Linked DNA regions of Mus musculus: all the other regions are linked to region 3. The links are chromatin contacts, called in public HiChIP or PLAC-seq and promoter capture Hi-C maps. All regions are on one chromosome and are shown on one strand. Each heading gives the region's core, a stretch centred on a gene start, on an enhancer-like site or on the middle of the called end of the contact. The rest is flanking DNA. Distances are from core to core; before and after follow the strand shown. Region 1 overlaps Unkl (unkempt family like zinc finger). Region 2 holds the start of Baiap3 (BAI1-associated protein 3). Region 3 holds the start of Fbxl16 (F-box and leucine-rich repeat protein 16). Region 4 holds the start of Gnptg (N-acetylglucosamine-1-phosphotransferase, gamma subunit).

Region 1 (5,996 bases), core at 3,134-5,633, 600 kb before region 3:
CCAGAGTTCCACCTATTCTCTGTCAGTCAGGCTTGGGAAGGCTGCCATACACCTTCCACTCAGCCCCGGGTGAGCATTTAAGCCTCTGACCCACTCTTCGGCAGGTGGCCAAAGGGGCAGCCCTACCTGGGAACCCCGGAGCTACTTTGCTTAAGCCACCAGGGTTATGGGAGAGAGGGATGAGAGAAGAGGTTCCCAACACCGACAGAGTGAGCGCAGTGGATCTTGACTGGAGCACAGGAAGGCCTTCCATTAGAAAGATTAGGGAGATTAGAAACGGCTCATTAGGAGAAAGCCTATCCCATCCTCCAAGCACAGTGGGCCTTGATGAGCAGAGACTGTCTATGGTTTTAGAGCTTTATTGTAGAAAGGCAGGGGGAAAGAGAGAAGGTAGGGAGTGAGAGAGAGAAAAAGAGAGAAAGAGGAAAGGCTAGCAAGAAAGAGTAAGAGGGAGAGAGGAGTGAGAGAGGAGAGAAGACAGAGAGAGGAGTGAGGGGGTGAGCATGAGGGATAAGAAGTAAGAGACTGAGAAGTAAGAGATCGAGGTGAGGGCTGAACAGCCCTTTTTATGGTCTTTACTGTTGCTAGGTAACTGGGGAGTTTAGCCTGAAGGTTAGAAGCTTGGAACATTGTCTACTTGAGTTCTAGCCATGCTTCTCTTGTGGGGGGTGTGGGGGGCGGTAACTTAGGCAGGAGCCAGAGTTCCAGGAGCATGAGGGAACGCCTACTGTTCATGAAGGTGAATTATCACCTTTCAGGGTTCAGACCTCAGCTCGACTAGAGACCAGCCTGTCTGTGCATAGCCTAATTCCCCACACCACCCTGTCACGTAAGGACTGTGCACCACCCAACCATCATCCCACCTTTGGCTTTTCTGGGATGCAAGGCTGACAGCAGAGCACCGAGTCCTGGAGACTGGGTTCTGGGGGTGCTGAGCTCCTTACCCCCCCTGATCTTCACCTGCCTCTGGGTTGGGGTTCCATCAGCCTGATCGTTCCATCAGCCCATCTTCCAAAGCATCATGTACTCTGCTCCAGCCACCCCTGTCTGTATTGCTGGCCTCCGGAGCCTTTGGGTTTGCAGTCTGCACTCACGGTGGCCCAGGTCCTCCGTCCCCACAGATTTCCTTACAGCCTATATTTTTTATTTGCAGAGGCCTACCCTCTTCTCTTTGTAGTAACCTCATGTCCCCTTGAGTGCCTAGGGACACTGTTCTCCTCATAGACAAAGGTAGTGGATTTGTGACTTCACTGCTCTCAGAATAGCTTCAGGGTCAAGAGACCTGAACAGAAAACCAGCAAAAATAATAAATGGTGCTGTCACTACTGCCTGGCCTTAAGAGGACCAGTGAATATCTTTCTAAAAAAGATGGAAAATCGGACAAAGAAAAAAAAATGAGTTCCAGAGGTAGGAATTTTTGACCCTAAACCCAAACTGACGGTGAAGCTGCCAGAAAGCATGGGAAGAGCGTGGAATGTGGTCACTTAACCTAAGTCTCAGATTCTACTTGGCTGCAGAAGGCAGAGCCCTGGGCCACCTCACCTCATGCCCCACAGTGTGTCCCTGAGCCAGCTGTTCCTCGCCCCTGGGAGGCGTGACTCCTATGGTGGACACTCAGGTTCATCCCGTTCGCCTTTGCATCCCTCAGGGGGGGCATGGTCACTGTAGGCTCATTTGCCAGATTCTTAGCACACGGGGTATGCTTTTCTGTCCTAGGTCTACGCCCTGTCCTAGTGTGAAGCACGGTGACGAGTGGGGCGAGCCCTCACGGTGTGACGGTGGGGACAGCTGTCAGTACTGCCATTCCCGCACGGAGCAGCAGTTCCATCCTGAGGTAGGCATTGGTCAGGGCCAGACAGGACTACTGGCAGCTCAAGAGGGGCTGGCTGTGTGTGGGATCCTCACTGGAAGGGCATGTAGGACTCAGAAACGCCACATGCTATGAGATGTATTAAATCAGCCTTGGAGGAGTTAGGGAAGTGGGGTGGGAGCAGGAAGACAGGAAGGACCCGTGAAGTGAAAACAGCTTCGCCTCCCAGACAGGGAGTATAACCAGGAAGGGACAGTTGTCACTAGAGAGTTCCCACCACTCCCCTGGCACTGGCTGCCCTATTTCTAGTACCTACTGAGGTCCAGCTGATCGAGTGTAGCCCACAGCTCCAGCCTGGGTGCTATGTGAGTAAACTGCCTGTCCCTGAGCAACAGACTTTCAGTAGTGAGGATGTTCAGGGGTTCAAAGGTCACCACATAGATGGGAAGGACTGTCCTGTGGAATATTCTAGATAGGTGTTTGGCCCATTCCTTATGAGTTCCCCTTGGCTGCTCAGTCATCCAAACAGAATGCATTCAGATTTGAATTAAAATGAAAAAGTAGGGGGAGGAGATGTTTGAAGAGGGCTGCAATCTAGATGTAAAGTAAATACATTAATTAATAAAAGAATGAATAAGCAGACAAAATGTCCTTGGGCATCTAAGTCTGCAGGTAGTGGGGCTAGGCTAGTGGAACTGAAGGGCATAGCTGTATGCAGGCATAAGTGTGCTAGTGCAGGGGCTGTTGTCATGCCCTCCCTGAGCCTTTTGAGTGGGTAGTGTTGTTTTGGTATCTAGGGAATGTTGGCTCCTGGGTGCCAGTCTTGTCTTCGTTCTTTCCCAGGTCCCCATGGTGAAGTAGTGGGCAGTCTGGTCGTAAGATAGGTGCTTGTATAAGCACCTATCATTGAACAGGCATTGCTCGAGCTTCTGCTGTCTACCAGACAGACACCTTTCCAGAGTGTCAAGTAGTCTTTGCCTGGCGGTCTGACAGACAGACTTGGCTCTGACCAATACATTTTGCAGAGCGGAGGGTTTTTAGGACCAAGGGCATCTAGGGGCAAATGGTATGGTGGCCATCTGTCTATCACTAGAAAGGAAAGGGTTGTGTAGCTCAAAGATTTGGAGGTTCCCAGTCATGATCACAAGCATATCTCATAGTTACAGGGGCCTTGCACTAGGCCCTGCCTTGTCACCGGTCCAGCATCTTCTGGTCTAAGAGCCAGGCCTTCATGAGCTTTTGGAGACACTGCAGATTTGTTCTGCAGCTGGGAAGTGCTCACTCACTCTGTTTGCTTCGGTGTTCTAAGCGGCCAGCTGCGCTTCATAGAAAACAGATCACTAAGCCACCATGTTTTGTCTGATTTCCTAGATCTACAAATCTACAAAATGCAACGATATGCGCCAAACTGGCTACTGCCCTCGGGGCCCTTTCTGTGCCTTTGCACACACTGAGAGTAAGTAGACGATCTTCAGGGGGGTGTGGGGGAGGGGGCACCTCAGCCACCATGTGGCCAAGGAGCTCACTCAGCAGCTCCACAGTCTCACAGTGACCTGGGACTAGGCATGTCTGGGAATCCTGTATATAATGCCCGTTGAGATGGCTGGGGTGGGGGCAGGGAGAGGGGAGGGCTCATGCCTCATGGCTGGACCTGCCTTGCCCTTTGCACCTGGGACAGACTAGACCTGTGATGCTTGAAAGGACCCCTGTCCCCGGCCTCCTAGGTCCCACCTGCCTCCTGGGGATACGGATCTGTTGTCATTCTCGTGCTCACCTGCTTTGCTGCTGTCCTGCTGGGACTGAGTGTCAGTGGCTTTGTAGAGTCACTTTCTGTCCCTGTAGCTAGAGGTGCCAAGATCCTTAGTTGGGCTTGGCCAGCTGGCCTCAGACCCTACGGTCATTTATTGTCACATAGGCTCATAATTGATTCTCTAAAGCTGCTCCCCCAGCTCAGGAGTCTGAGTTCTGGTGGTTATAAAGCAGTTGCAAGCTCAGACTTCATTTTCTGTTCCAGTTGGAGTGGCAGCTGTTTCTGATCACACTTGACATGTTGTTGTTCATGTTAAAAATGATTGAACCCAAATAGCACTATTTGGGGCTAGAGAGATGGTTCAGTAGTTAAGAGCATGCATTGCTCTTGCAGAGTCGAGAGCTGAATTCCCAGCACCCACAACCGCTAGGGAATCAAATGCACACTCAGGGACCCCCGGAGCACCTGTACTCACATGCACACATCCACACAGAATACACACCTTAAAACAGATGTACCAACCATTGAGCCACCTCTCCAGCCCCTAAAAAGAATTTTTTTTTTTTTTTTCCGAGACAAGGTTTCTCTGTGTAGCCCTGGCTGTCCTGGAACTCACTCTGTAGACCAGGCTGGCCTCGAACTCAGAAATCCACCTGCCTCTGTCTCCCAAGTGCTGGGATTAAAGGCGTGCACCGCCGCCATCACCACCCAGCAAAAAAGAATTTTTTATTTTAATTTCATGGCTCTGTGTGGGCTGGCCTGCCACCCAGAACAAGGGAAGTGGTTACAACATCAACCGGTCCTCTCCACCTGTCCTGTGGGCCAGCTGGCGGCCCCTCAGTGCCAGTTTCTCTTTTTTTTCTCTTGGCAGAGAGCCTGGCTATGGTGAACGAGTGGAGCTGCCGTGATCTCAGTTCCAACAGCACCTCAGCTTATAGCAGCCAGCCTGGAAGTGTAAGTGGACACTGCTTGGATCAGTCCCACTGAGGGGACAGGCATGGGGTGAGGTTTGGGTGGTGTGGCTGAAAGCAGCCTACATGTGGAGTTGTGATTCCTCCTCAGATAGTCTAGAAAAGTCTTGCCTGGGCTGGAGCAGGACATCATGCCCCTGCTGCACTGCTTTGTGGGATTCGGCCTTAGCGGGCATCTGGTGCCTTGCCAGCCCTCGACTTGGCAGATCCCTTGGGCTGTCCGTCCTAGGCAGTTGGAGGTCATCAACAAGTGGTATCTGATGCAGCATCTCAGTCTGTTACTCGGCATCCCCATGCTTTGGGTGAGGGGCGTCCTGTATCTGATGGGTGTGATGAGGATGGATCGTTCTCGGACTGAGAAGTCACTTCCTGTTCGTGCCAGAGTCAGCCACTAGAGTAGGTCCCTGGGGAGCCATCCCAGGATAGGGACAGGATGTTCAAAAACGGATTTAAAATAGCATTTGGTTCTAAACAGTTTGTGTGACATTGACGTAGTCCTGAGGTTGCTGGGCAGTGTGGTTTATGCCCAGCATTCAGGAGGTGGAGGTAGGAGGTCTCTGAGTTTGAGGACAGCCTGGTTTATAAAGTGAGTTCCAGAAACCCTGTCTTAAAACAAAACAAAACAAAAACAAACTATTAAAAATGAGGGGAAAAAAAGAAGTCTCCCTGAATTAGTTGAACAGAGCCGCTCTGCTCAGCTCATGCAGTCAGGGTGTCGCTGCACTTGGTTGCTAAGCCACTGTTGGACCCTGAGTCTGTTAGGGCTCCTGAGGTTCTGTAGGTGTTTCTTTGTGGTCTAGGGTTTAGTCACTTTTGTTCTTTGGCCCTTCTGCCTAGGATGGTCTTCTCTGGCTGGTAGGGCAGGCTCCATATGTGTTCTAGGTATGGCAGGCATCCTCTGCTGCTCTCGGCTCAGGAGGCCCCAGTCTGTGATGCTCTGTTGCTGGTGTCAGTGAGCTCTCCCGAGAGTCCCTCTCTCTCTGAGTGAGGGTGGAGGAGTGCCTGTGGATGAGTCATCTCTACATTCTTTCCTGCTCTGGGCCTGGAACCCTGCGGGCACTCTATACTCAGAACTTTCCACGTCTCTTGGAATTGTCACAAAACCCTCACAGGGCCACTTGAAATGCTGGGAGCTCTTCTCCTTCAAGGAGGCACAGCTGGGCCTGTCTTAGGGTTTCATTGCTGTGAAGAGACACCATGACCAAGGCAACACTACAAAGGACAACATTTAATTGGACCTGGCTTACAGGTTCAGAGGTTCATTATCATCATGGCAAGACCATGGCGGTGTGCAGACAGGCATGGTGCTAGAGTAGCTAAGAATTCGACATCTTGATCGGCTGGCAGCCACGAGTAGACTAGATTCCACCCTGTGTGTAGCCTGAGCAGAGCAGACCTCCCACAAAGTGACATACTTCTTCCAACAAGGCCACATCTCCTGGTAGTGTCACTCCCTATAGCCAGA
Region 2 (5,902 bases), core at 41-2,540, 550 kb before region 3:
CACATTCTGTTTGCAAGCTCATCCCTCCCTGAGTCACAGGGAGTGTAGGGGTGTGTAGGGGGAGATCTGCACTGTGCTCTCTGTGGATGGATGCTCTCCAGGCCTACAGATGGAGACTGGTTCACTCTACCCTGGAGTCTTACCTGCTACTTACCTGTCTCTGTTGAGTTAGTTGCTCCTGATCGGCTGTTTTTGATGATAGGGGCGGGGGAGGCTGTGGTTACCCTCCCCTGTTCTATTGAGGTTACCTTCTTCTCCTTGAAGGCAGGAGGTCTGAAGGGAGTTTGGTCTTGGTCTTGCTTTCTTTCTGTTTCTATTTCTGTCTCTCTCTGATTCTGTCTCTCTGTCTCTGTCTCTGTCTCTACCTCTGTGCCTCTCTCTCTCTCTCTCTCTCTCACACACACACACACACACACACACACACACACACACACACACACACAGTCAGACCCCAGGCAAATGGTGGGACCCGAATTCCTGGGTAACTAGGGAGGAAAAAGGCTTACCCTGGCAGGGATTTTGGGTTACTGAGGGCAAAGGTCTCATGAGGGGAGTCGGAAAGTGGTAGGGACACGGGCGCTGGGGCCTTGAGGGGATTCAACCTGTTCAGAGAAGCCCCGTAGGGCGTCTCCGAGGTCCCCAGCTCCGCTTCAGTCAGGGGCCTCTATTGGGAAAAAGGGTTACAGTCAGGTGGCTCAGCAGCGGCGGCCGTGGGAACCGAGGTTGAAGGTGTGCACTCTCTGGCTCTGGAGGTCTCACCCTTCAACCCTCCCGGGGAATTCTGCAGTGTGGACCTCCAGTAGCCCTTTACTTAGCTCAGAGCCTAGGACGCCGGCCGTGCGACCCCGCCCCTCTCTCTGAGCACGCGCGGCCTCAGTTTCCCCAGGACCTCAGTTTCCCATTGCCTCTGACGCCAGCAATTCCCGTGCTCCACCCGGAGCGTAGTGCAGAAGCCAGGGGTGGGGGTGGGGCTAAGCCCGAGGGGGCGGTCGCGTCCGTCCGTCCGTCCGTCTGTCTGTCTGTGATAAAAAGCAGGTTAAGCCTCGACGGCAGTCTGACGACATTGGGCAGGAGTTACAGCACTCACCGTGGACAGGGCTTCGGGGGCCACAGGGTCGGGGGGGTCCCTGCTGGCGCTGGCGTTGCTGTCGCACTAGCTGGGGACACCGAGGCACAGCGACCGCTAGCAGCCGCGCGCGCTGGAGACTGAGCACTGCAGAGCGGGCGCCGCGGGCGGGGGGCGCGGGCGGGCGGAGGCGGGGCCTGGCCTGGTTTGCTGGTCAGAGGTTCCAGCCCTGCCCACCCCTACCCTGCGCGTTTGGGGTCGGCAGGGGGTCTCTACCAGCACGGTAGTGGCCAGAGAGACCCTGCTCTGGGCACAGGGCTCAGTAACCTACAGGTGGGTGCAGGGACAGGTTGTGTTAGCTGTCCCCCCACCCCCCTTCTCCTGCCCCGAGGGAGGAGGCTGTCACGGGGTCTCCTTCCCAGGGCCGCAGGGAAGCTACAGTCGCCCAAAAGAAACAGTCGCCCAAAGGAAACACGAAGTGCCTGGTGTTTCTTGAAGTGCTGTACAGCCATATCCAAAGTCAACCCTCTCACAAAAGCTCTGCTGCTCAGTACTACCCGGAGCTGCTCTCTTCCAGGGAAGTCAGCTCTGGTATTAACCTGGGACATCTCGTGATGTCACTGCTATCTGTGAATGTGTGCAGAAGACACACATTAAGCCACATCCTGCTGTTCCCAGCCCACTTCTCCTAAGGCCCCCTCCACCACTTGAGGTCACCTGGAGACTTGTTAAATGAGTTGCCTGTCCAGTTCCTAAAAGTGCGAGCTCTGAAGCTGGGGCAGAGGAAATACCTGACAGGGTTCTTTGTGTGGGTTCTCAGCACCCACTGGGAGTTGTTCTTGGCTGTTCCAGGGCTCAGTAGGCCCCTGAAGACTGACACAAACTTCGGTGGGAAACCACTGGTGGCCATGTTGCTTCTAAGTAGTTCCACTTTGGAGTTTATACCAAAAGTCTCATTCTTTTGTTTGTTTGGTTTGGTTTGATTTTTCGTTTCTCTGTGTAGCCCTGGCTGTCCTGAAATTCACTCTGTAGACCAGGCTGGCCTTGAACTCAAGAGTTTCCCACTACTGACCGGTTTAAAGGTCTCATTCTTATGGGAAGGACTCCAACCAGTGTGAGGGTCAGGAAAGCAGGCCTGAAAATTCTCCACTTCAGACTGTAGCAAATGACATCTCTGCTGAGGCGACAGACTTTCCAGAGTGCTGGGCGGGGGGCCTTTGTTCCTCATTACTGGGATTTGGAGAGGAAACATCTGAGGGACAACAGTCAGGCCATAGTCCTTCATTCCAGGGGACATACAGGTGAGGTCACCTGTCTGTATCCCAATTCACATCTCTGTCAGTCCCTCCATCCATCACTGAAGACAGGCACCAGAACAGAATATTGTCCTGCAGAATGCTCCGTTCTCAGTCAACCTCTGGCTTGGCACAGTCCGGCCAGGCAAAAGTGATAAAAGTCAAACCCACTGTCAGGACCAGGATATCAGATGAGCAAGGGAAGGTCCTGGACTCTATGCCCCACACTGTCCTGCTATAGGGGATAGGGGTTGGAGTGGGATAGCCAACTCCTCTCCCAGAGTCTGGAGTTGATGCACCCATAGTATACTCTTGTGTCATGTTTTGCCAACCTGTTGGAACACACACACACAGGGCAGTGGCAGTGGCAGGGGAGGGGAGAGAGAGAGAGAGAGAGAGAGAGAGAGGGAGAGAGAGAGAGAGAGAGAGAGAGAGAGAGAGAAACTGGTTGCCATGGTGACGGTAATGGCTTTGGGGTAAAAGGATGAACTAAAGCCTGCTGTAAACAGGAAGTGGAGGGGGGAGCACCACTGCAGGGGCTCCAACGTCTGAGACTGGGTTGGTTAAGATTTGCTCCTGTCTGATAGGAATCTGAGATCCAAACATGGAAAGAGAGGCTTTTAGTCACAGTACCGACTGGGTCCCAAACCCAGCCCCAGGAGTCCAGTCATCCCCAGGCTCTTCGCTCCACAGACCTTTGTGTGTGTGTGTGTGTGAATGAGTGACAACCCATTGGTGACTCATCCTAAGACTGGCATGGCTCAGATGCACTGCATCCCTTCTCCTTGCCTCAGAGCCTTGCTTGACCGCATCTATGATGCGGTTCAGATCAGTTCCTGAATTGAGCCGGTGATGGCTCATAGGATCAGAGACCAGGGGCTTTGGTTAGAGTTCCATCTTCCCCTGAGGCTTGCCAGAAGCCATCCAGCAGCTGAAGAAACTTGGCTTCAGAGGCAGATGTGGCTCAGGATAGCCTGCCTGACAAGTCAGTCCTTGAACTGCAGCTCACACCAAGTATTTTGTGACCTTCCTGAAGTCAGTGTCTAGGTACTGGAGCCAGCTCAGGTGTGGTGTGAGGTTTTCTTTTTTCTTTTTCCTCAAAACCAAAAACCAAAACCAAAACCAAAAACCCCAAAAAACCAGATTTTCATGTAGCTCAGGTTGGCATCAAACTTCCAACTTGCTAGGTGACCATGGTTAACTTTAATTTTCTGATCTTAAATGCTGGAATTACAGGCAAGTGCCACCATTCCTGGTTTTAAGCAGGTGTGGAGACTGAATCCGGGGCCTTGTGCATGCTAGGTAAGCATTCTCCCACCAAGGGGTAAGAGCCGCTGTCTCACATGCTCATTTTTGTAGGACCAAGCTGGAGGGGCGGCAGAAGCAGCAGGCCCTGGACAGGGCGTGGCCAAGAGCAACACAAGGCATACTATGCGGTTGGTCTGAGTCCATCTGGGAGACTTCGGAGGGTCTGCTGGGGAACACAAGCTCTTGACATCTGTCCAGTGAGGGGTAGTGTGGCAGGGCCTGTTTTCCTTAATGGTCATTGCTATGGTCAAAGGCCAAGTGGAGACAAAGGACACACACTGTGCAATGGGGTTCATACATGCTCATCACCCTCTGCAGGACCTGGGTTTGGAGGCACCCTCCTCCCCCATCTCAGCTCTGGGACCAGTCCCTTCCAGAGACAGGATTCCTTAGAGGGTGTCCTGGGATGAGGACCCAGATGATCTGGCCTGGGCAGGGAGAGGCCTAGATGGACAAACCCAGACAGATTCTCCTACATCTCTCTGTCATTTGCCCCCTTTCTCCTCCAAGAGTTCAGGTATGGCCTTTAGGCTGAGCCAGGCCCAATGACTCCTCAATGTCACTGGCAGTATCTGGAGGCCTCTTAACACTCTCAGGAACTACTACTGCATGCCCCCATCCACAACTCAGTGTCAGGGTCTGGTGGGACAAGTTGCTCAAACCTAACATTTCTTGACTCCTCCCTGCTGGAACTGGTTCAAATTAGTCCAAGTCAGTACTGGGCCCCAGCAACGTCAAAAAGATGTAGCGTATCCAGATGTCATTGGGCACTGTCGGCTGAACTGCCCAGGTGTCCTTGGGCTTCCTCTGTGGTCTGTGGCTGGATGGTCCGGGAAGGCGAGGGCAACCAGTAAGCTCCAAACCATCGTTGTTGGGAACAACAGTGGCTACATCTTTTAGCTGGCCAAGTCCCAGTGGATCTTGGTTGATGTAAGGTTATACTATATAGTTTTATGTCAGCTTGACATAAGCTAAAATCATCGGAAGGGGCGGGAGCCTCAATTAAGAAAATGCCTTCATAGGATCATGCCGCCTGCAAGCAATTTCCCTAATTAGTGATTGTTAGGTAATGGCCCAGCCCATAGTAGTCCTGGGTTCTCTAAGAACAGCTGAGCAAGCTTTGTGGAGCAGGCCAGTAAGTGAGCAGTAAGACTCCAGGGTCTTGCCATGTGGTGGTAGCGCACGCCTATAATCCCAGCACTTAGGAGACAGAGGCAGGAGGATTTCTGAGTTCGAAGCCAGCCTGGTCTACAGAGTGAGTTCCAGGACAGCCAGGGCTACACAGAGAAACCCTGTCTCAAAAAAAAAAAAACCAAGCAAAACAAAAGACTCCAGGGTCTCTGCATCTGGCCCAGGCTTCTGGGACCTGCTTGGCAATCAGCTCTTTGCACTCACGAAATCTCCTTATGAGCACGGCCAGTTCTGACCATGAGCATTCCTGGAGCTCTGTCAAAAGCTCTTTTTCGAGACGTGGGTGCTGGGAACCAAACCTTGTTCCTCTGCCATCTTTCCTGCTACAGCCCCACCTCCAACAGACTACACTCCCAAGGAGCACTCTGATGTCTGTCAGTAAAAACCCCCTCACTAAGAAGCCCCAGCCAGGAACCAGGTTCCTAAGGAGACCTGAATTTCCTAGGCTTAGGGAGATGCTGGTGAGGTCCTAGGAGGGATGACGGGGGCAGATGGACGATGGGTACCGGAGAACCCCTACTAGGACTGAGAAACTAGGAGGCAGGGAGGAGGAAGCAGAGGACACAACCCGAGGGCTGCAGTTTGTGGAAATGTTTTAATTAGAGCATTTGTAGATACAGTGGTTAATCTGTTGCCCACAATTCCTTACCAATGAGGCTTCATGCTGGGATACCCTCCACCCCACCCTCTTAACACAGGATGGTCACAGACCACATTCTTATGTTACAAGATTCACATCTCTGGTAATCCAAGGACTGTGGTACAAAAGGAACACTTCATAGCTGGGGTCACTACAGTTTGCTAGAAACATCAGTTACTTTAGAATACTTTAACTATAAAATATATTGAATTTCCATATATTAACCATATACATGTGTACCTATTACTAAATGTAGTCAGTTGTTACAAAATAAGACATTCTGAGAGCAGGCTACACACACACACCAGCCTAAGCTCCCCAGGTGAGGCCTTGTGCTGCAAACTGTTCATCCAAGCTCGGCTCCCGACTGTACTGGCGGCTAAACGTGCCCACAAGGCACTG
Region 3 (5,852 bases), core at 2,416-4,915:
TTATTTATTTTATGTATGTGAGTACACTGTCACTGTCTCCAGACACACCAGAAGAGGGCATCAGATCCCATTACAGATGGCTGTAAGCCACAATGTGGTTGCTGGGAATTGAACTCAGGACCTCTGGAAGAGCAGTCAGTGCTCTTAACTGCTGAGCCATCTCTCCTGTCCTACTTTAGACATATTTAAGCACAGCACAATTTTTTGGGAAAAGTATTCAGATAACAATGAACTCGGTTCCAAGTGCACAACAATTTTTTTAAAGATTTATTTATTTATTTTATGTATGTGAGTACATTGTAGTTATCTTCAGACACACCAGAAGAAGGTACCAGATCTCATTACAGAGGGTTGTGAGCCACCGTGTGGTTGCTGGGAATTGAACTCAGGACCTCTGGAAGAGCAGTCAGCGCTCTTACCCACTGAGCCATCTCTCCAACCCCAGGTGCACAACAATTTAAGCCATGCTTGCATTGAGATTCTTTATGATGTACATCTGGCTTCTTTCACAAGAATGGGGACTGTTGGGACTGGAGAGATGGCTCAGTAGTTAAGTCACTGCACTTTCAGGGGTCCTGAGTTCAATTCTCAGCAATGGCATGGTGGCTCACAACCATCTATAAAGGCATCTGATGACCTCTTCTGGTATGTCTGAGGACAGCTACAATGTACTCATATGCAATAAACAAACAAACAAACAAACAAACAAATAAATAAATAAATAAGACTGAGATAAATGTAATGCCAGTGGGTGTCAGGATTGGCCTGGCCCTAAAATATTATAGAAGTCACTTAGGCTGTTGTAAAATACAAGTGACATCACTCATAATGTATTTTGTGGCCTAAATGTAATGGTTTTAAGGGGAAAAGGTCTGAGCTAAGTCAATTCTTGGAGATGAGAACAGACCCTGTCTCATCTGACAGTGAAGGATCACCAGGCTGTAAAACAGCTGGAAAGAGCAGCTTCGCACCTCATTCCACCGAAGGGGTAAGTTGTGTGTTTAACTTTTTCTGGATTCCCCAGTGGTTATTTGTGCGTGCAGAGGCTTTTTGTCCTCTGTAATTGCCCAAGGACCCATGCTACCACCGAAGACCAACTGCAAGGGCAATAAGTAGAGAAGTGGGAAGAGCATAGTCTGGCTACTCACATCTGCCCTAGTCCCTGCCCCATGCTGATCCATCATATCTGATCCATATCCAGGCAAGATAGTGACACTCTAGTTCCAGCCACACCCATGCCTGCCTCAATCCTGGCTATGACAAGCTAGACTCAAGGCCCCTGCTGTAAAAACAGTGACTCACCCTATAAAAGACAGCCAGGGCCTTGGAGAGAGATTGGTCTGCAAAGTGTATGTCTTGCAAGCACTAGGTCCTGAGTTCTGTCCTCAAATTGCATTCAAAAATTAAAAAAAAAGAAAAAAAAAAAGCCGGGCGTGGTGGTGCACGCCTTTAATCCCAGCACTTGGGAGACAGAGGCAGGTAGATTTCTGAGTTCAAGGCCAGGCTGGTCTACAGAGTGAGTTCCAGGACAGCCAGGGATACGCAGAGAAACCCTGTCTCGAAAAAGTTAAGGCTGAATTCTGTGGCCTGTAGCTGTAACCTCAGTATGGGAAGTCGACACAGGTGACCTCTAGGAGCAGTAGCCAGCCAGCCCAGCCTACTCAGTCAGTTCCAAACCAGTGAGAGAATGCACACAAGAGGGAAAAAAAAAAAAAAAAAAAGAAAAAAGAAAGAAAGAGAAAAAGGAAGTGGGGGGGGGGAGTGGGTGATACAGGCTAAGGGGTAGTTCTGTGGGTAAAGTGCCTGCCTGAGGATTAGGGTCCTGGGGACCTGTGGGTCAGGCAGTCCAGTATAAATGTCTCAAAAAAGAAAAGAAAAGAAAAATCAGGATAGCTCTTCAAGCTCTCACCCTTTTTTACTTTACTCTCTAGCCCTTCTTCCATCTCTCTCTTTTTCCCCCTCTCTTTATGTGGCCATGGCCGCTCTCTCTCCCTCTTTCTACCTCCTCTCTTTCTCCCTTCCTTTTAACGATAAAGCTCTAAAACCATTAAAAAAAAGAAAAGAAAAAAAGAAAAGACAAAACAGGGTAAAGAGTGGTAGAAGACAGACTGGCAAGATGGCTCAGTGGTTAAGAGCACTGACTGCTTAACCTGAGCAAAAGGTCCTGAGTTCAAATCCCAGCAATCACCTGGTGGCTCACAACCATCTGTAGTGGGATCTGACGCCCTCTTGTGGTGTGTCTGAAGATAGCCATGGTATACTCACATACATAAAATATATAATTTTTTTAAAGACTGGTAGAAGAGGATTCTAATATCAGTCTCTCTCTCCTCTCTCTCTCTCTCTCTCTCTCTCTCTCTCTCTCTCTCTCTCTCTCTCTCTCTCTTTCTCTCTCTCTCTCTCTCACACACACACACACACACATATACTCACTCACACACACTGCCTAAGAAATACCTGAGACTGCCCTCTAACTTCTATTTGCACCTTCACATATATGATCATACACCACACACACACACACACACACACACACACACACACACACACACACACACACACCAGCTAGGATACAGCTTACTTCCCTTTCTTATTGCCCCTAGGCCTCACATCATTCCCAGGAGACAGACCTCCCATCTCCACAGCAGTTGGTCTCATCTGAGGACATTCCACCCTGAAGCTCCTTCTCTTCCAAGACGCTACTCTGCTGTCCCAACATCTGCTGTTTCTGGTCTCAAGAGAGACCCAGATTGGGGTCCCTTTAGCCTGCTGAGAGGTCTGGCTCTCCAGCAGCCCTTAATGGGTCCTTTTACACAAACCACCCTCCCTGGTCCATACAGGCTGCCACCACCTGACCTCTACTTCATCTCAGAGCGAACCTGTGGAACTCCATAAGGCAGGTCGATTCTCGAACCATTCCTACCAAGTGCTATGGGGACAGAGAGGGCGTCTCAGATCATTTGTGACATTGTCAGAAGTAACCCCTCCCCACTATCACTCCACTGTCTTGTGTTTTCATTGACGCTTGCTTTAGTCACTTGCTTGCAAGTGTGTGACTATGTCACCCAGAACAGGGATTCTTCTGCCTGACTCGCAACAGGATCGGAAGGGATATGAATCCTAGGGGCCATAAGGAGGGTGTGTGTGTGTGTGTGTGGAGGTGCGACGATGTCGATGTCTCCACTCGGCTTCTCTTTCCTCGCCCTCACAGGTGGCAATCCAAGCAAGGGCACATAGGGCCAGTTGCATCTGCGCAGGATCCGGAACCCCACTGCCAACCGCTCGCGCCAAGGACCGCAATTCTCCTCAGCTGGCAAGATTCTGGGTCGCCACCACTTTGTGCAGATGGGACACTCGAAGCTGCTCTTCGGCCGCGCGGCCTACGGGGTTTGTTATTGTGCGAACACCGGCCGCTGAGCGGGTGCTGCCGCCTGGCGCGTGCCCGTCGGTACCGCACCGGGAGCGCGCGGAGAGGAGCGGGGCGGGGTTGGGGATTCTCGACACCTCAGCCTGGCTCTAGAACCCGGATTGGTCCGGACGCCGGGAGCGCGCGAGGGCGCGGCTCTTAGGGCCGGGCGGGGGGCACGCGCGGCGCCGGCGGCGGCCGCGGAGGAGCGCGGGGAGGAGCGCGGAGGAGGAGCGCAGGGAGGAGGGGAAGGGGAGGGAGGAGGCGCCCGCCGGGTTCCCTGCAAAGCGGCCTTATTTATCTGGGCACAGCCTCAGCCTCCCCGGTGGGAGGCTCAGGGCGGCAGATCCTCTCCCACCGGGGAGCTCCGCTCGGAACTCTGCGGAGAGGGCCCTGGCGCGGGGCGCCGGGCGCGGGGCGCAGTCGGGCCCTGCTAGCCAGTCCAGCACCTCGGCCGCCTCCGCGCTAGGCGGCTCGGGTGCTGAGCTCCCCATGACGCGAGGTCGCCCGGCGGACAGCGTGGCATGAGCCAGAAGCCCTGGCCGAGGTAAGGTGTGTGTGCGCGCGCGGCCAGGCTGCGGGGAGGGGAGGGTCCAGGTCGAGCCACTGCCTCCGCGAAGGCTACAATGAGGAGGGGGCGGGGTGGGGACTTGGGACTGCGCCGCGGCCGCCGCCGCCTGAGCAGGGCTTACGTAATCGCAGCCCCTTCCCCACCTCACCCTTCGGCCGCTGAGCCAGCGGTTCCGCAGCCCCTAACCCTAGTGGCCGGCCTGATTGCGCCCCGCTCGCTACCGGCAGCGCGGTCAGGCTGTATCTCCGTACCACGGAATTGCTGAGAGGAAGCACGGTGGCTGCGAGGACGCGGAACTGCAGGCCGTCAGCCCCCACTCCTTCTGGCTTGGCTCTGGGCTCTCCCCACTCCAGCCCTATGAGCCTCCGGCGGACTGGAGGACGTGACAGGTGTTGATACAATTAAAAGGGAGGAGCCATGTGGATATGTGGCCTAGGGGTCCTGGACGCCTTCTGGACATGAGCTGGTATAGAGCTGCCGCCCACAGCTCTATACCAGGGAGTGGGCTGGCATGTCTTTGGTTCTAGAAAAAGAAAATGGGCCTTGGCCAAGATTGGAAGGCTTCAAAATGGGGAATGGGCATCCTGAGATTGCTGAGCAGGGCTTCCATGTCCTTCTAGGATGTTAGTCAGTGGGGGATCCTCCCCACCCGTCATCCCAGGAGAGAAGGCTGCACTGTTGAGGCCTGGATCTGGCCTAGCAGCCCTCCTGCTAGCCCCTCCCAGCCCGAGCCAGCAGCTGACCTCCCAGGAGCAGATGGCAGATGCCACTTCACCTGCTCCCTCCTGGAGGCCCGACTTCCACTGCCATCTTGTCCCAGGGCCCACTGACCAGGGTCTTCTCAGGCCTCCCTGCTGCCCCTTCGGGACACGGGACCCTCTGTTCCAGCCCAACACTTTGATGAAGTGCTGGACAGCAGCCTCATCGCAGCAGGGGGGAGGGGCGGGGGGGGGGCCGGTGTTGGGACAGGAGCCTGGATGATTAGGGGCTGCCTAGATCAGGTCAGAGGCATGGTGGAGCCTCGATTTCCTGCCTAGACGTGGCCTGAGGGCCGGGCTGGGAGCCATTGGGAGAAGAGAGGGAAAGTCAAGGTTGAAAACGTGGGTGATGTTGAGATAGCCCAAGATTCAGCAGCCTCATTTCCTGCCACCCTCACTATTTGCCTCCCCAGTCACCCATACTGTAAGTCCAGGACACGTATGCACTCACCTGTTCTCCCAAATACACCTGAACAGGTCCCGTCTCGCACTGATGAAGTTAAAACAAGTGCATCTAGGTAGCCCTGAGAGATTGGGCTCTCTATTTCAGAGGCACTAGAAGGGGCTTCTGGTGGGCATCACTCAACCTTCCTGACCATAAGCCTTCACCTCTGAGAGTCACTGATGAACCTTCCGGGACTGGCACTGGGGGGGGGGGGAAGGCAGCAAAGCAAGGTCAGGAGGTCAGTGAGCAGCCCTGAACTGTCCCCATTAGTGGTCAGATGGCCAAACTGGCTGCAGAGAGTGCAGGTGGGCCTCACTTGGCAGGTGTCTAAAGGAGCCTTGGGTTTTGAAGGTCTCATATTCTACAGAACAGCGGGAGGGGGGGCGTGATAAGATGAAGCCTGTCGTGACTATTTGCCCTTAGTTTGGTCACAGAGCATTAGTTTGATCTTCTGGAGCATTGACCTAGGTTCAACCTGGGTCTGTTTACCTCCTGGGCCAAGGGTCTCCCTATCCCCAAGTCCCTGGCACACACACACCCCAGAGGCAGCTCCAGCAGGGGGTGGAAGAAAAGTGCTGTGGTTGACACGTGCAAAGTGGCAGGGATGTGAATGTGCCTGAGTCACAGCACTGTCACAGAACATGTTGCCTGCTCTGTGCCCCCAATCTCAGA
Region 4 (6,022 bases), core at 519-3,018, 570 kb before region 3:
TGCTCTGCAGCCCTGAGCTATCTCTTCTTCACGGGATCAAATCTACAAACCAGCTTGCCCAACATGCCTAAGATAGTGGGTCACCAAATCCCCAGAGTGCAGCTAGTCACGTTTTTTTTTTTTTTTTTGGAATCTTTATCATGTATCTACTTATTTATTTATTTATTTTTATTAGATACTTTATTTATATACAATATAAATAAATATTAAATAAATTTATTATTATATATATTTATATATATTTATATTATATATTTATTTATATATAATATAAATATATATATATAAATAAATATATATTTCAAATGCTATCCCGAAAGTTCCCTATACCCTCCCTCCACCCTGCTCCCCTACCCACCCACTCCTGCTTCTTGGCCCTGGCATTCCCCTGTACTGGGGCATATAAAATTTGCAATACCAAGGGGCCTCTCTTCCCAGTGATGGCCAACTAGGCCATCTTCTGCTACATATGCAGCTAGAGATATGAGCTCTGGGGGTACTGGTTAGTTCATATTGTTGTTCCACCTATAGGGTTGCAGACCCCTTCAGCTCCTTGGGTGCTTTCTCTAGCTTCTCCATTGGGGGCCCTGTGTTCCATCTTATAGATGACTTGTGAGCATCCACTTCTGTATTTGCCAGGCACTGGCATAGCCTCATACGAGACAGCTATAACAGGGTCCCTTCAGCAAGATCTTTCTGGCATATGCAATAGTGTCTGGGTTGCCAAGGTTCTTTTATGCTGGCCAGCCCTGAGCCACCTCCAACAGCTTGTCTTTCAGTCCTCCTAGGATCTTAGTCCCAAATTTCCTGTGCTGGTGCCCTCTCCACTCCGTAAGACCTAGAAAGGGCTAGATACACCTGGAGTGTTGAGTCTTCATACCCAACATCCCTAGAGCTTCTAATTGGTCTAAGCACCTGTGGAAAGTAGAGGCTTTAATACCACAAGTTGGAGGCCAGCTTGAGTCTACTATAAAAGACTTTGAAAGACTCTTACCTTAAAAACACAAAAGTAGCCGGGGGTGGCACACGCCTTTAATCCCAGCACTTGGGAGGCAGAGGCAGGCGGATTTCTGAGTTCCGGGCCAGCCTGGTCTACAAAGAGTTCCAGGGCTATACAGAGGAACCCTGTCCCGAAAAACAAAACGAAACAAAACAAAAACCCCACAAAAGTTAGGGATGTGACCCAAGCCTTGAGCGCTTGCTTGCTTAGCCCTAGGTAATCGCCAACCCTGGGAGCGAGAGGGGATTGCAGTTCCAGTATATACTTCAGAGCATTTAAAACACTCAAGTTTGACAAACGAATTCGTAACCCTTCAGCGAGTACATTATGAGTCCTTCATCCAAGGCACCCTTCCCTCCCTAACCGAGAGCTTTTTTCGGCCCCCTCAGTCAGCACCTCGGCCAGCTCCGCACCCTCCCGCGCTCACCGGATACAGCTGAAGGCTCTCTCTTGGGCTGAAGGCGGCTTGCCTGGGGCAAGAACGGGTTATTCAGCCTATGGAACAGAGAAGGTCAGAAGAGCCAGCCAGGCTCGGTCCCCAAGCCGCAGGACCGTGATCCGCTCACCCGAATGTGTTAGGCTCCTCCACCACCTTCATCTTCCCGGCACATGCCGGCGCGGGCCCTGCGGAGCGGGGAGAGAGGTGGTGAGTAGGGAGCGGAGGCGCGAGCGACGCCAGCGCGCGGGGGGCTATGTGCGCGGAGCCACTGACCCTGCGACGCGAGCCCCAGCAACATCAGGAAGCCAGCCAGCCGCCCCGCCATTGCTCCTAGGGTCTCACGGTCACGTGAGTGACAGCCGGAACTGACTCCCCTCAAAACCGGAAGCTGTGCGAGCGCGCACGCGCGCACGCTCTTGAACAAACGCTGGAGCTGAGGATTTCATCTCGGATTTCATCTAACATTATGGGCCGCAAGAAAGTTGCTCGCGGATCCAGGAAAGAGAGCGGTCGTGTTCGGCGACCCTCTGGCCGCTCTCTGGATGCTTTCGCTGAAGAGGTGGGCGCTGCGCTGCGTGGTGAGTTTGGAGCAGTCGGAGCAGCGGGTCGGGCCTGGGAGCAGGCGCTGAGGACCCGGCCTTCTCTCTCTCCTTGTAGCATCCGTGCAGCCCGAGGAGGCCGAGGACCAGGGCGGCCCGGGCCCTGCGGCGCTGCCTTGTGCCTTGGCTATGTGGGAGCTTGGTCACTGCGACCCCAAGCGCTGCACGGGCCGCAAACTGGCCCGTCTGGGTCTGGTGCGCTGCCTGCGCCTGAGCCAAAGGTTTGGCGGTCTGGTGCTCAGCCCAGTAGGCACTGAGTACGTGTCTCCGGCAGACAGGTAGACACCAGAGGCCTGGGGATCGGGGAGGGGTCGGAGAGGGGTTGGAATGCCCTTCCCACCATCTTGTCTTTGTTAAACTGCCCTGTATCAGGAGTATCATTTTCTTCAAGCCTTGCTTATTGGTCTTGGATGTCCACATCTTTCATATGAGCAGAGTTGTATTTAATTTGACCCTTTTCATAGAGCAGGGCTATAGTGTAGAAAGCCTAGGAGAAACATTTGTTGTGTAAAGTAAACACTGTCCAGCTACCCTCAACTGCTTCCTGAAGGGTTCTTTCTACTATTGCAATAAACCATAACTTCGAAATAGCAGAGTGATCTCTCATCTGTAGTGAAGCCAGTCTCCAAGGATGTGCCTTATTTGGGGCCCTAGAACCTACCCTACACTCTCTGACAGACAGCTGGTGGCACAGTCAGGGGTCGCAGTCATAGACTGCTCCTGGGCCAAACTGGACGACACACCCTTTCAGAAGATGCGAGGGAGCCACTTGCGGCTCCTGCCTTACCTCGTAGCTGCCAACCCTGTAAACTATGGCCGGCCCTGCAAACTTTCCTGTGTGGAAGCTTTCGCTGCTGCCTTCTGCATCGTAGGTGAGTTTTGGGTCTGACAGAAGCCTGGCAATGGCAGTCTGGAGGCTGACTGCTTGCCCCCTCCTCCTCCCTCACCTGGAGACTGGGGTTTCTTCTGGCAGAGTCTGAGCAAGGGGGTGGGATGTGAGGAGAATATATTGGGAGCCATTAGAAAACAGCCTTTGTCTTCAGTCTCAGTGCCCACATACAGTCTTAACCTTATGAAGCAGAGGTAGAGGCAAAATGGACCACTGCCTTCCCTGGATGGTGTGTGGGCCCAATGGCTACCCCGTAAGACACAGAGACTAGGATAATAGGACTGTTTCTCAGCAAATGAGAGGAACCTTGGGAACTGTAGAGGAGGTGACAGCTTCCTGAGATAGCAGGCAGGGTCATGCAGTTGTGCTCTCTATAGGTGTCCCAGGCATATCTTTGGTTTTTGTTCCACTAGGCTTTTCAGACCTTGCTGTCATTTTGCTTCGGAAGTTTAAGTGGGGCAAGGGCTTCCTGGACCTGAACCGGGAGCTCCTGGATAAGTACGCAGCTTGCCGTGGCCCGGAGGAGGTGTTGCAGGCTGAACAGGGGTACTTGGCTAGCACCAGGGACACGCCTGAAGAGGACATCGGTGAGTCCTGGTGTTGGCTGGGAGCCCCAGAGAAGCAATCAAGTCCCTCCAGGGCCTTAGGAGCCTAGAGCCTGAAAATCACTTAGAAGTCCCCTTCCTCTCTTCTTCTTTCTTTCTTTCTTTTTTTTTTGGGGGTGGGGGTGGGGGTGGGGAGAGGGTTTCTCTGTGTAGTCCTGGCTGTCCTGGAACTCACTTTGTAGACCAGGCTGGCCTCAAACTCAGAAATCCGCCTGCCTCTGCCTCCCGAGTGCTGGGATTAAAGGTGTGCGCCACCACGCCCTCTCTTTCTGTGTTCAGATCCCTTTGACGTGGACTCAGGGCGGGAGTTTGTGAATCTCAACAGGCCCGTGGCCAGCACCCGGTAGGTCCTGTGAGCCCCCAGGTGCTTCTGAAACCTTGACCCAGTTCCTCCGGCCTTGCGGGTGTGGCCTTTTGAACAAGGCCTGGTGGTGATTACAAAGTGTAAAGCAGCTGCTTGCTGAAGGGGGTTGGGCTCAGAGCCGCCTCTGCTTTAGGGCTTCTCTAGCGAGCCTAACAGGGACGGTCACCTTGCTCAGGGCTGTGGCTGTACTGTGGTCCATCTCACTCCCAGGCTACCTGAGGACATGGATGACACTGATGGGTCTGAGGAGCACAGTGAAGATTCTGAGGAGGACAGTGATGAGTGTGAGGAACCAGGACCTGGTGCTAATGGAGGAGACAGCAACTACTCTGGAGCTGAAGAGACCCCAGAACAAGAGGCTCAAGCCAGAGACTCCACTGAAATTTGGAAAGGGATCAAGAAACGACAGAGAGACTGAAGGTCACAAACATATTATTGAAGCTGGTGTGCATTATTCAGAAGTGGCAGTAGGACCTGGGGATGGACGGGCCTGCTGGGACAACCTTGTTTAGTGTCCTGCCTTAGTGCTCTCAATAAAACCAAGGAGACCCCGCTATGGGTTGCTTTGTACGTGGCTAAGCGCTGGGGAAGTCTACCCGGGCAGATCTGGCCTGTGAGGTAAGTCTGGTATGGGCATATAAAGATGCGTCAAGGGATGTCTGAGCAGCTAGCCATCGAGCCCTTCAGCCTGGTCTCCACCTGTGGGCAATTCCTGTTCCTAACCGTGACTGTGGGAGAAACTCTCCTGGGACCAGGAGCCAGGCCCGGACCAGAGCACAAGTAACCCTCCGCTGGCCCCTTGCTCACCTGCGGTGGGGAGTGTCCGGGTCCAGGAGAGAGAAGCCGCAAGCAGTGGAAACTCTGCCCTCACCCTCTGCGGGCAGGGCCTTCTCTAGGAGAGGCTTCCCCGTGACACTGCTGTCATGGGGCACAGATTATTTCTCATCAAGCCGAATGATGGCTACAAAGGTGTGAACAGCAAAGTTGGCCTCCACCCTTGTAGTAGTGGCTTCTACTCCCTAGTTATGACCATAAATGTTTCTCCCCAAGTACAACCCAGTAGCCTCTAGGGGGCAGAGTCCTGAGAGCATATGACCACTGCTCTGGGGTGGGGTGGGGGCGCCCACTAGGGTCAAGTCCCATCCATCCTGCTGTGTCCAGGGCGGATGCTGGCCAATTCCACAGAGCTGGCTGCCCATATTCTGGGTGGGGCATGCTGGGGCACAAAGGGTTCACAGCACACACCAAAAGACACAGCAAGGGCAGACAGAAGCCACAGGGTCCAACCAGAGCAGGCAGGTCACATGGTGAGGGAGGGGCCCCCAGAAGCCCTTGCTGCACAAAGTGGGTCCCTCAGGGAGATGGGGAGGGCGGCACTATGACCATCAAGGCGCTCAGAGGTCCGCCTCCATGCACTTCTCCAGCTCCTTGAGTTTCTTGACAAACTCCTGTGCTTCTCTGCTGGTGCGGCCTTCTAGCATCCGCAGTGCAGACCTCACTGTGGGTGGACGTGCAGTTGGGCACGAGAGGCCAGTTTAGGCCAGGCCCAGAGCCCTCAACCCTTGGATTCCCACTCACCCTGAGCTCTGGGCCTGCGCAGGTGGAGAGTGATAGGCTGACCTGGCCTCATGCCCCCTCCCACATGCGGCCTTGCGATGCCACTGATGCCACCCAGACCAAGGGCTGCTTCCCCAGCAAAGTCATTGGTGGACAGCCAGTCGTGGTCCATAACCGTGAACAGCACGCAGGCCCCGCGGCGGCGGCACGCCTCAGCAGGCACAGAGCTGTGGACAGGAGAGTCAGGAGCCTGCTGCGGCCATAGGGCCCAGGCAGCGGGCACAGCAGGCCGGGCAGGCACTCACAAGTGGAAGAGTTCATCGTACACGGGGTGCAGCGTGCGAGCTTTGACTTGGGTCCTCTGGCTGCGGACCAGTGGGAAGAGGTGTGGTGGACCAAGCTCCACAATCACGAACGGGTCACTTAGGCCTAGAAGATACATTGGGAGCCAGATGTCTCCCTGCCCCCAGCACCCCATCCACCCCCAGCTGCCGCTGCTGTGCCTCACCGTTGGCATCCAGAGGCAGTAAGTCCGCCGCATGCAGCACCTCCACAGCTAGCCGCTGCTC

Evidence for each region. Promoter capture Hi-C pulls out the DNA fragments that hold promoters and counts their contacts. HiChIP or PLAC-seq counts read pairs in DNA pulled down with a chosen protein or histone mark.
Region 1: a contact with region 3 is called in a promoter capture Hi-C map of hippocampal neurons, with 3 times the contacts expected there. The contact joins the enhancer-like site here to the promoter of Fbxl16 in region 3. A contact is called at or near these places in 9 of 39 promoter capture datasets (the 3T3-L1 cell line, the C10 cell line, embryonic stem cells and 4 more), 4 of 115 datasets of contacts at active chromatin or transcription factors (the 230-238 cell line, embryonic stem cells and pancreatic cancer cells) and 1 of 9 other capture datasets (liver).
Region 2: a contact with region 3 is called in a promoter capture Hi-C map of liver, with 6 times the contacts expected there. The contact joins the promoter of Baiap3 here to the promoter of Fbxl16 in region 3. A contact is called at or near these places in 6 of 39 promoter capture datasets (embryonic stem cells, hematopoietic stem and progenitor cells, hippocampal neurons and 2 more), 2 of 484 Hi-C or Micro-C datasets (the AML12 cell line and cortical neurons), 4 of 115 datasets of contacts at active chromatin or transcription factors (SST interneurons, bone marrow-derived macrophages and embryonic forebrain) and 2 of 9 other capture datasets (embryonic stem cells and macrophages).
Region 4: a contact with region 3 is called in an H3K4me3 HiChIP or PLAC-seq map of bone marrow-derived macrophages, with 4 times the contacts expected there. The contact joins the promoter of Gnptg here to the promoter of Fbxl16 in region 3. A contact is called at or near these places in 9 of 39 promoter capture datasets (the 3T3-L1 cell line, the HPC-7 cell line, embryonic stem cells and 5 more), 2 of 484 Hi-C or Micro-C datasets (the AML12 cell line and cortical neurons), 4 of 115 datasets of contacts at active chromatin or transcription factors (bone marrow-derived macrophages, embryonic forebrain and pancreatic cancer cells) and 1 of 9 other capture datasets (embryonic stem cells).

Annotation. Positions count from the first base shown.
Region 1 is chr17:25,206,373-25,212,368 of GRCm38.p6, forward strand. It overlaps Unkl (unkempt family like zinc finger), which reads left to right. Exons shown (of 15, transcript NM_001197024.1): 6 at 1,717-1,834; 7 at 3,182-3,266; 8 at 4,432-4,514. Among named protein-coding and RNA genes, the nearest start is that of Gm52286, 20 kb to the left of the region's middle. Within about 2 kb of position 4,384, at least 84 of the 459 cell types and tissues checked have an H3K27ac peak or open chromatin away from gene starts, as enhancers often do. A contact at or near this core is called in the 230-238 cell line, hippocampal neurons and pancreatic cancer cells, where this site is marked.
Region 2 is chr17:25,255,074-25,260,975 of GRCm38.p6, forward strand. It overlaps Baiap3 (BAI1-associated protein 3), which reads right to left and starts at 1,291. Exons shown (of 34, transcript NM_001163270.1): 1 at 1,088-1,291. Ube2i (ubiquitin-conjugating enzyme E2I) reads right to left here. Exons shown (of 7, transcript NM_001177610.1): 7 at 5,438-5,902.
Region 3 is chr17:25,805,434-25,811,285 of GRCm38.p6, forward strand. Fbxl16 (F-box and leucine-rich repeat protein 16) reads left to right here and starts at 3,666. Exons shown (of 6, transcript NM_001164225.2): 1 at 3,666-3,953.
Region 4 is chr17:25,238,348-25,244,369 of GRCm38.p6, forward strand. Gnptg (N-acetylglucosamine-1-phosphotransferase, gamma subunit) reads right to left here and starts at 1,769. Exons shown (of 11, transcript NM_172529.3): 1 at 1,713-1,769; 2 at 1,567-1,624; 3 at 1,428-1,495. The coding sequence starts at 1,764. It overlaps Tsr3 (TSR3 20S rRNA accumulation), which reads left to right and starts at 1,823. Exons shown (of 6, transcript NM_026676.3): 1 at 1,823-2,017; 2 at 2,097-2,316; 3 at 2,717-2,910; 4 at 3,341-3,514; 5 at 3,812-3,875; 6 at 4,107-4,452. The coding sequence starts at 1,906. The coding sequence ends at 4,314. Baiap3 (BAI1-associated protein 3) reads right to left here. Exons shown (of 34, transcript NM_001163270.1): 31 at 5,962-6,022; 32 at 5,759-5,882; 33 at 5,475-5,680; 34 at 4,312-5,394. The coding sequence ends at 5,291.